Regions from separate parts of the Danio rerio genome. Here region 2 is linked to region 1. A link is a contact called in public HiCAR-type data. All regions are on one chromosome and are shown on one strand. The core of a region is the stretch at or near the end of the contact, and the rest is flanking DNA. Distances in the headings are between cores, read along the strand shown.

The links. HiCAR-type assays count read pairs that join an accessible place to other places.
Region 2: a HiCAR-type map of caudal fin shows a contact between it and region 1, with 10 times the contacts expected there. The contact joins the enhancer-like site here to the promoter of zgc:103482 in region 1. A contact is called at or near these places in 6 of 18 Hi-C or Micro-C datasets (caudal fin, embryo, hematopoietic stem cells and 1 more) and 1 of 4 datasets of contacts at active chromatin or transcription factors (caudal fin).

Annotation. Positions count from the first base shown.
Region 1 is chr21:21,711,399-21,714,463 of GRCz12tu, reverse strand. zgc:103482 reads right to left here and starts at 1,655. Exons shown (of 8, transcript NM_001006022.1): 1 at 1,274-1,655; 2 at 1,050-1,155; 3 at 784-930. The coding sequence starts at 1,514. It overlaps si:dkey-30k6.5, which reads right to left. Exons shown (of 4, transcript XM_683166.11): 4 at 2,135-3,065. The coding sequence ends at 2,870.
Region 2 is chr21:22,012,775-22,015,839 of GRCz12tu, reverse strand. All of the region lies in intron 3 of LOC141379854 (a long non-coding RNA gene), which reads right to left. Among named protein-coding and RNA genes, the nearest start is that of gadd45gb.1, 32 kb to the left of the region's middle. Within about 2 kb of position 1,654, at least 3 of the 62 cell types and tissues checked have an H3K27ac peak or open chromatin away from gene starts, as enhancers often do. A contact at or near this core is called in caudal fin, where this site is marked.

The sequences.
Region 1 (3,065 bases), core at 406-2,905:
GAAATAGAAAAAGGCAGACAAAAAAAATCCTGGACTCCTAAAGAACAGAGATTATGTAAATGTTGTGACACAAACCAAATAGAGGATGAGACAGTTCCTTCTGTTTTGCCCTAAATACATCACTACTAGACAAATGTTTTTCCCCCAATTTGAAACGGTGATCAGTTAAATTTTTTAATTTAAATGACTCAGAAAAACTTTACCATATACTCGGAGGGGACGAATTAATATCTAGACTAGCTGCAAAATATGTATACACCCTACACACCATAAGAAATGGTTAATGTAAACTCATGTATCTTATTTTAATAATTTAAACTTTTTATTATTATTATATTTATCAAATGTATTGTTTTTTTTGTTTGTTTTTGTGTGCGTGTCATTATATCTTATCGGTATTATTATTAATTTTTCAATGGTTTTAATATATTTTATATTTGAAGTGCTTTGGCAATACTGTACTTAATGTCATCCCAATGAACAACTTGAACTTAGAGAGAGAGAGAGAGAGAGAGAGAGAGAGAGAGAGAGAGAGAGAGAGAAAGAGAAAGAGAAAGAGAGAGAGAGAGAGAGAGAAAGAGAGAAAGAGAGAGAGAGAGAGAGAGAGAGAGAGAGAGAGAGAATGGTTTGAGTTTCAATGCCCGGGCCCCCATACCTGGAATTGCTTAGGGCCCCCAAATCACCAAGTCTGCCCCTGCGTACATGATACAACTCTTTTTCTATAGGCTTGAAACTAGCAGCTGCCAACCACTCTTAACATGATAGTAATGAACATTTGCTCACGATCGGTCACTGCCACTGTGTCTCTCAAACTCTCGCTTTCCTCTCTGATCAAATCCATCATTGGATCTTGGAAATACTGGGCCTCGGGCTCCTCTTCCTCTTCCAGTACCTCTTCCTCTGGCAGGCCTGTCCAGCACATCCACGGGCCTACACACAGACCAGGTAAGGCAGACAAAATAACTCAGGTCTTTTATTGTTCTATATTTAAAAAAATTAAATCATTAGGTAAATAAATATTTGCACGTAGCCTAACTGGACAGCTTTACCTTTCAACAGAGAAACTGAGGGGAGGCTTTTCGGCATCATTAAATTTGCGGTCAAAAGTTACGCGTCTCTGTATTGGCTCCTCAACGACTTCATGACCAGGACGAACTTGTCATAGAAAAAAAACAACAACTTACATTTCAAGCTCTCGACAAAACACTTTAAGTTAAGTTTAAACGAAGTCGTTCACGTTATTCTGAGTAAAACTGTCCTGTCCTTCACCTACCTTGTCCACCCCCACCTGCGGGAAGGATGGTTTTCCTGTCCCTCTGAGACTCTTTCTTTACAGATTTAGTCGTGGTTGAAGTTTTCTTTGGCTCCTCTTTCTTCTTCTTCTGCTTTTTTTCAGTCCCTGCAGCATATAGGATGTCGAAAGGGTCGGACTCGTCGCCCAGAAGCTGACCAAAACGATTAGCCACGGTGCATCCATATCCCTCATCAGGCATCTCTTCCACCAACTCCTTCATTTTTATCCAGTGTTACAAGGGAAATGAAATAATCGACGCGCTATCATCGAAGAATGCTATAAAAATAGAAAATATAGACTTTAAGCAGCGCCCATCGATTGAAGCCACCGATCACCAAACAAAACAACCGTCAAGGATGACGTTTAGATAATTGAATTCAGGTTCATATAAAAGTACTCAGTCTCCGCCCCGGAAGTTTCTAGAACGCGCTCATTAATATGAATTGCGCTCTTTAAACTATTTATCGTAAAATATAAAACACATAGGCTTATTCCTTCTTTTACAAGGTAATATGAAATGTAATAAGAAATATATACATTTAATATAACAAATATAACTATAAAAAGATTTGTACTATTTCTGTTATAACTTACCTTACTGTTGTATTACTCAAACATTATACTAAATAAATTACGTAAATAATTTACTTTATAGAATTCTAAATGCATTAATTACTTTATACAGATATTACATACACAGCCTCCAATGAGGGATATATCTAAAACAGACTAGGTGAAAGTGTTTTACAAGAGAGGGTTGATAAATGCTAATCACTAATGCAGTCAAATTAAAATGATTTAATCACCAAATTTATACAATTATAGAAAGGAAGGCAGAAGTGGTTCATGTCTTTTTTTATTGCAGTTACGCACAATCATTGATTCCCAGTCATGGTTTGATATAAATATAATGATTTCCAAACAATAAAATACAGAAATGTACAAAACCTTATCCAATCAACTTCCAAATATGTCTACAGATAATCAGATATTATCATAAGGCTATGCAATACAGTTTCAAACAGTCCTGAAAACGAGATGCAATGTTCAACGGTAACTCCATTAAAAATGAAAGCATTTGTGTTGATTTATACAGGCTCAGGCCATCTAACATGTATGTTTGATTCTTCAATAGAACAAAATAAAACACTGATTAAAGTTTTATGAACAGAAAAAAATCAAGTCTGTGTAAAAAACTAAACCTTATTTAAATCAACCTCAGTAAACTCAAATTTAAGCTGTTAAAGTCATTACACAGCAGGAAGCTAACATTTGCAAAAGCTGTGGATTAACGACAAGGCTGTAATGTAATTTTCTTACACAGATCAATCAGTTCTCTTTATAAGACCTCAACGTAGCATCAGTAGCCACAGATAATATTTTACTTTTGCCTATATGTTTTGTTTATTTACTTGCATTTCATAAATGACCAAGAACCAAACTCAGTTCAAAATCTTCAGCTATCTCCTGAAAAAAAAAAAGTCACCTACATCTTAAATGGGTGAATAAATTAAAAGCAAATAAAATATTTAGGCTGAACCACCCCAATAATTCAGTGTAATCTTTGGTCTTTTTTTACATGGTGTATTTACATTTATGTTGCTTGAGATTTCTATGGTCCACAAACTTCTTCCCGCAGCTCTCACAGCTGAAAGACTTGAGGCCGGTGTGCACTCGCTGATGAGTCCTCAGGTGAACAGCTTGATTGAACGTCTTGCCGCAAACATCACAGCCGAAAGGTCTCTCTCCAGTATGTATTCTCATATGCATC
Region 2 (3,065 bases), core at 405-2,904, 300 kb before region 1:
TGTAAATAAACAAAATAATCACAGATAGTATATAGTGTAAATAAACAAAATAATCGTTCAATTATCATGATCGAGTTAAAATGTTCAGTTATTCAGGATTTTGATTTTAGGCCAAATTGCTCAGGGGATTAAATACACAAGACATGATTAAACTGAATACATACAGATGTGCGACACAGGTGGAACTAATGCAACTAACAAATGTCGGGAAAACAGAATAAAGGAAACACATAACATAAAAGCACATGAACCACAACACATGGGACATTACGACACAGCAATTACATGAACACAACACAAAGCACACCAGACCCCAGACATTTTGCCAACAAAATCTGTCAATATTATTTAAAATAATGCTTCAAATGCATTTTATTAAAAAAAAGTCAATCTTTATTTTGAACACTTAATACAGCCTCATCTGTAATGATGAAACCAAAAAGTAAAACTTACAACACTGGAATCTGCAGAGATGTGCAATACAGTGTTTAGCAGGCACTTATGTATAATGCATGGTCACATTTTTCTCAAGACCAGCTTTGCATCAAGCATGATCCTGCAGCTTGACCAGTGTTTAGAAGAGAACTGATAGGATTTATGGGAAGGCTGATTTTGTTTTTACAAACTAACACTATTATATATAGCCGTGTCAAAACCAGTCGTTTCAGACGTCTGATCTCCTGCACTGGTAGACATAACAGCAGATGTTAAAGAAAGATGAGCTACGTGGACTAAATGTTATGGTTTCATAAGAGATGGTGTTTATTTTATATTACCATCATCATCATCATCATACCATTATCATCTGCAGATCTCGAGATTTCACTGGTGTTTTTGCCATAACATAAAAACAAAAGTATGAGAGGCTGGCGGAAACAAAACAAGCTCATTCTTGCAAGAACCTGCAACATTTCTAGAACAAAAAAAAAAAGAATCAGCTTTTTTTGATGTGTGTTAGCATACTGTTCGGGTCAGAAATAAATGTGGATCTAACACTGCCTCAAACTGAAAAATCAAAGCTTTTCTGGCCCTCCACTTCACCCTCATTTATACCTCAACCTTTTAATCTTCCCACATATCTACACACATTCACTAATTAAATACCCACTGCTAAATATTTCAAAGAACGTGCTGCAATTAAATAGATAAAATCAGATGCTGAACTAAGTTACAAGTCTAAGCAACTGCGCACAACGTAATAACCGAGGAATGATATGTAAAAGCTTGACATAGATAAGATCCTGTCAGATAACATTGGATGTGCCAAAACCGCAGTGATTCATGAACAAACTATGCATTGTTGTTCACAGAAGAGAGATTATATTCTCTTCGCTGTAACACCGACGCGGTTTTCTGTCTTTTGTACTCCTCCTCTGTGTTTAGACAGAGGTAGCTGGACTCATTAGCTTCTAAATGGACATCATTTGAAGCCGTTTTGTGGACAGGATTTCTGTCTTCCGGTGGAAAAAGTAGGCAGATCAAAAGACCGAAAAGAAATATGCAGGACTCATGAATGTAAACAGAAAGTCAGAGTGGGAACTGTTTGTTTGCAGTGGTGACATGCTAATAATTTTTACTTAACAAGACAGTACAGCAGGAACGGGATGTTCCCTGTTATAATCATGGTACCGTGTTAAAACAAGTAAGAGCAAGCAATAGCTGGAAAGGCCTGTTCCCATCAGGTATGCATCTTTTCGTGCCATAACTGCAATAATAACTACACTGTAAAAATATGATCTGTTAAATTAACCATTGAAGATATAGCTCATGAATGATGATTCACAGATGTTTATTTAAGCTTTTGGATTGCATTACATCGATCTCTTCTCTGATAACTTTTGATGTTGAAGATTTTGCTCTCTACACTTTAATTACACGACTTTTATGGACATATTTTAGCAGTTTAAAACAATAAATTGTATAAGAACAATTACACAGTCATTACACTTATTATATAAAGACAAAAAAATATTGTTTAATAAACATCAATAAAAGTCACATTGTTAAACATTTCAACATCAAATGTTGACAGAGCAGAGATGAAGATCTATAACACTAATCAAAATCATAACACACTTATGAATCATGAGCTACAGGCAAATATTAATGAAATTATTTTGCTGTGTATATTTGTATCTGCCAAAAGGGTATGGTCATATACTGCGACAACAATTGCGATATAAAAGCATTGCACTAAAAATAACCATGATATTTACAAATTAAAAGTATACACATGATTACATTACATAAACCATCAGCATTATAATATGGTGCCAAATTTTCCCATGCAGTTTTTTGTTTCATTATATACTATGCCGGAGGGCGCCCTCACACAACTTCCAAAAGTGAAACTCGTAGTTGCAATAACTTGAGTAATAAGTCGGAAATTCCTTATTTTGACATTGACAATCCTTATATTGTGCAAATCAAAATGTAAAATTCTTTGCTTGATAAAATGGATGTGCAAAAGTGTATGTTTTCAGAAATTTGAAGCCAAAACATTAAGAGTGCCCTCTGGTGGCTGGCTGCAGTATAGGTTATGAAAGCAGCCCTTTTTCTTTGCCTATTGAAATGTTTATGCTTTTAGTAAGGTATTTGATGCTATAATGATTGACAGCTGTGATTGGCAGCTTCACAACATGAATCACTTAAACTTTTTTTCTGGAGTTCTAGGAAAAAAACAGAAGCTTTAACATTTCCATATGCTAACGGTACTGTTTCACACCAACAAAATATTTTATATAGTATATTAAACTCTAGGACTCGACTTAAGGAATGAGAGGGATCATAGATTTTTTTAGAGAGTTAAATGTATAAGCTAGTTAGATAAGTGAACCCCAAAACATGCATTAGCTAGTAGCTATGAATACTTTTTAAAAATGAAAATCCTCTTCACCGTCTCCTAATGACAAGATATCAGCAGCCATCTCTGGGACATTTTGGCTTTAACTTTCGAAAGTGGAAATAATTTAATGGATGAAATGTACAGAGAATCAACACACAACTGCAACAGAATATGATTTCCATGGCTTAAAACCAATTCTTATTAGGATAAACTATTTTTC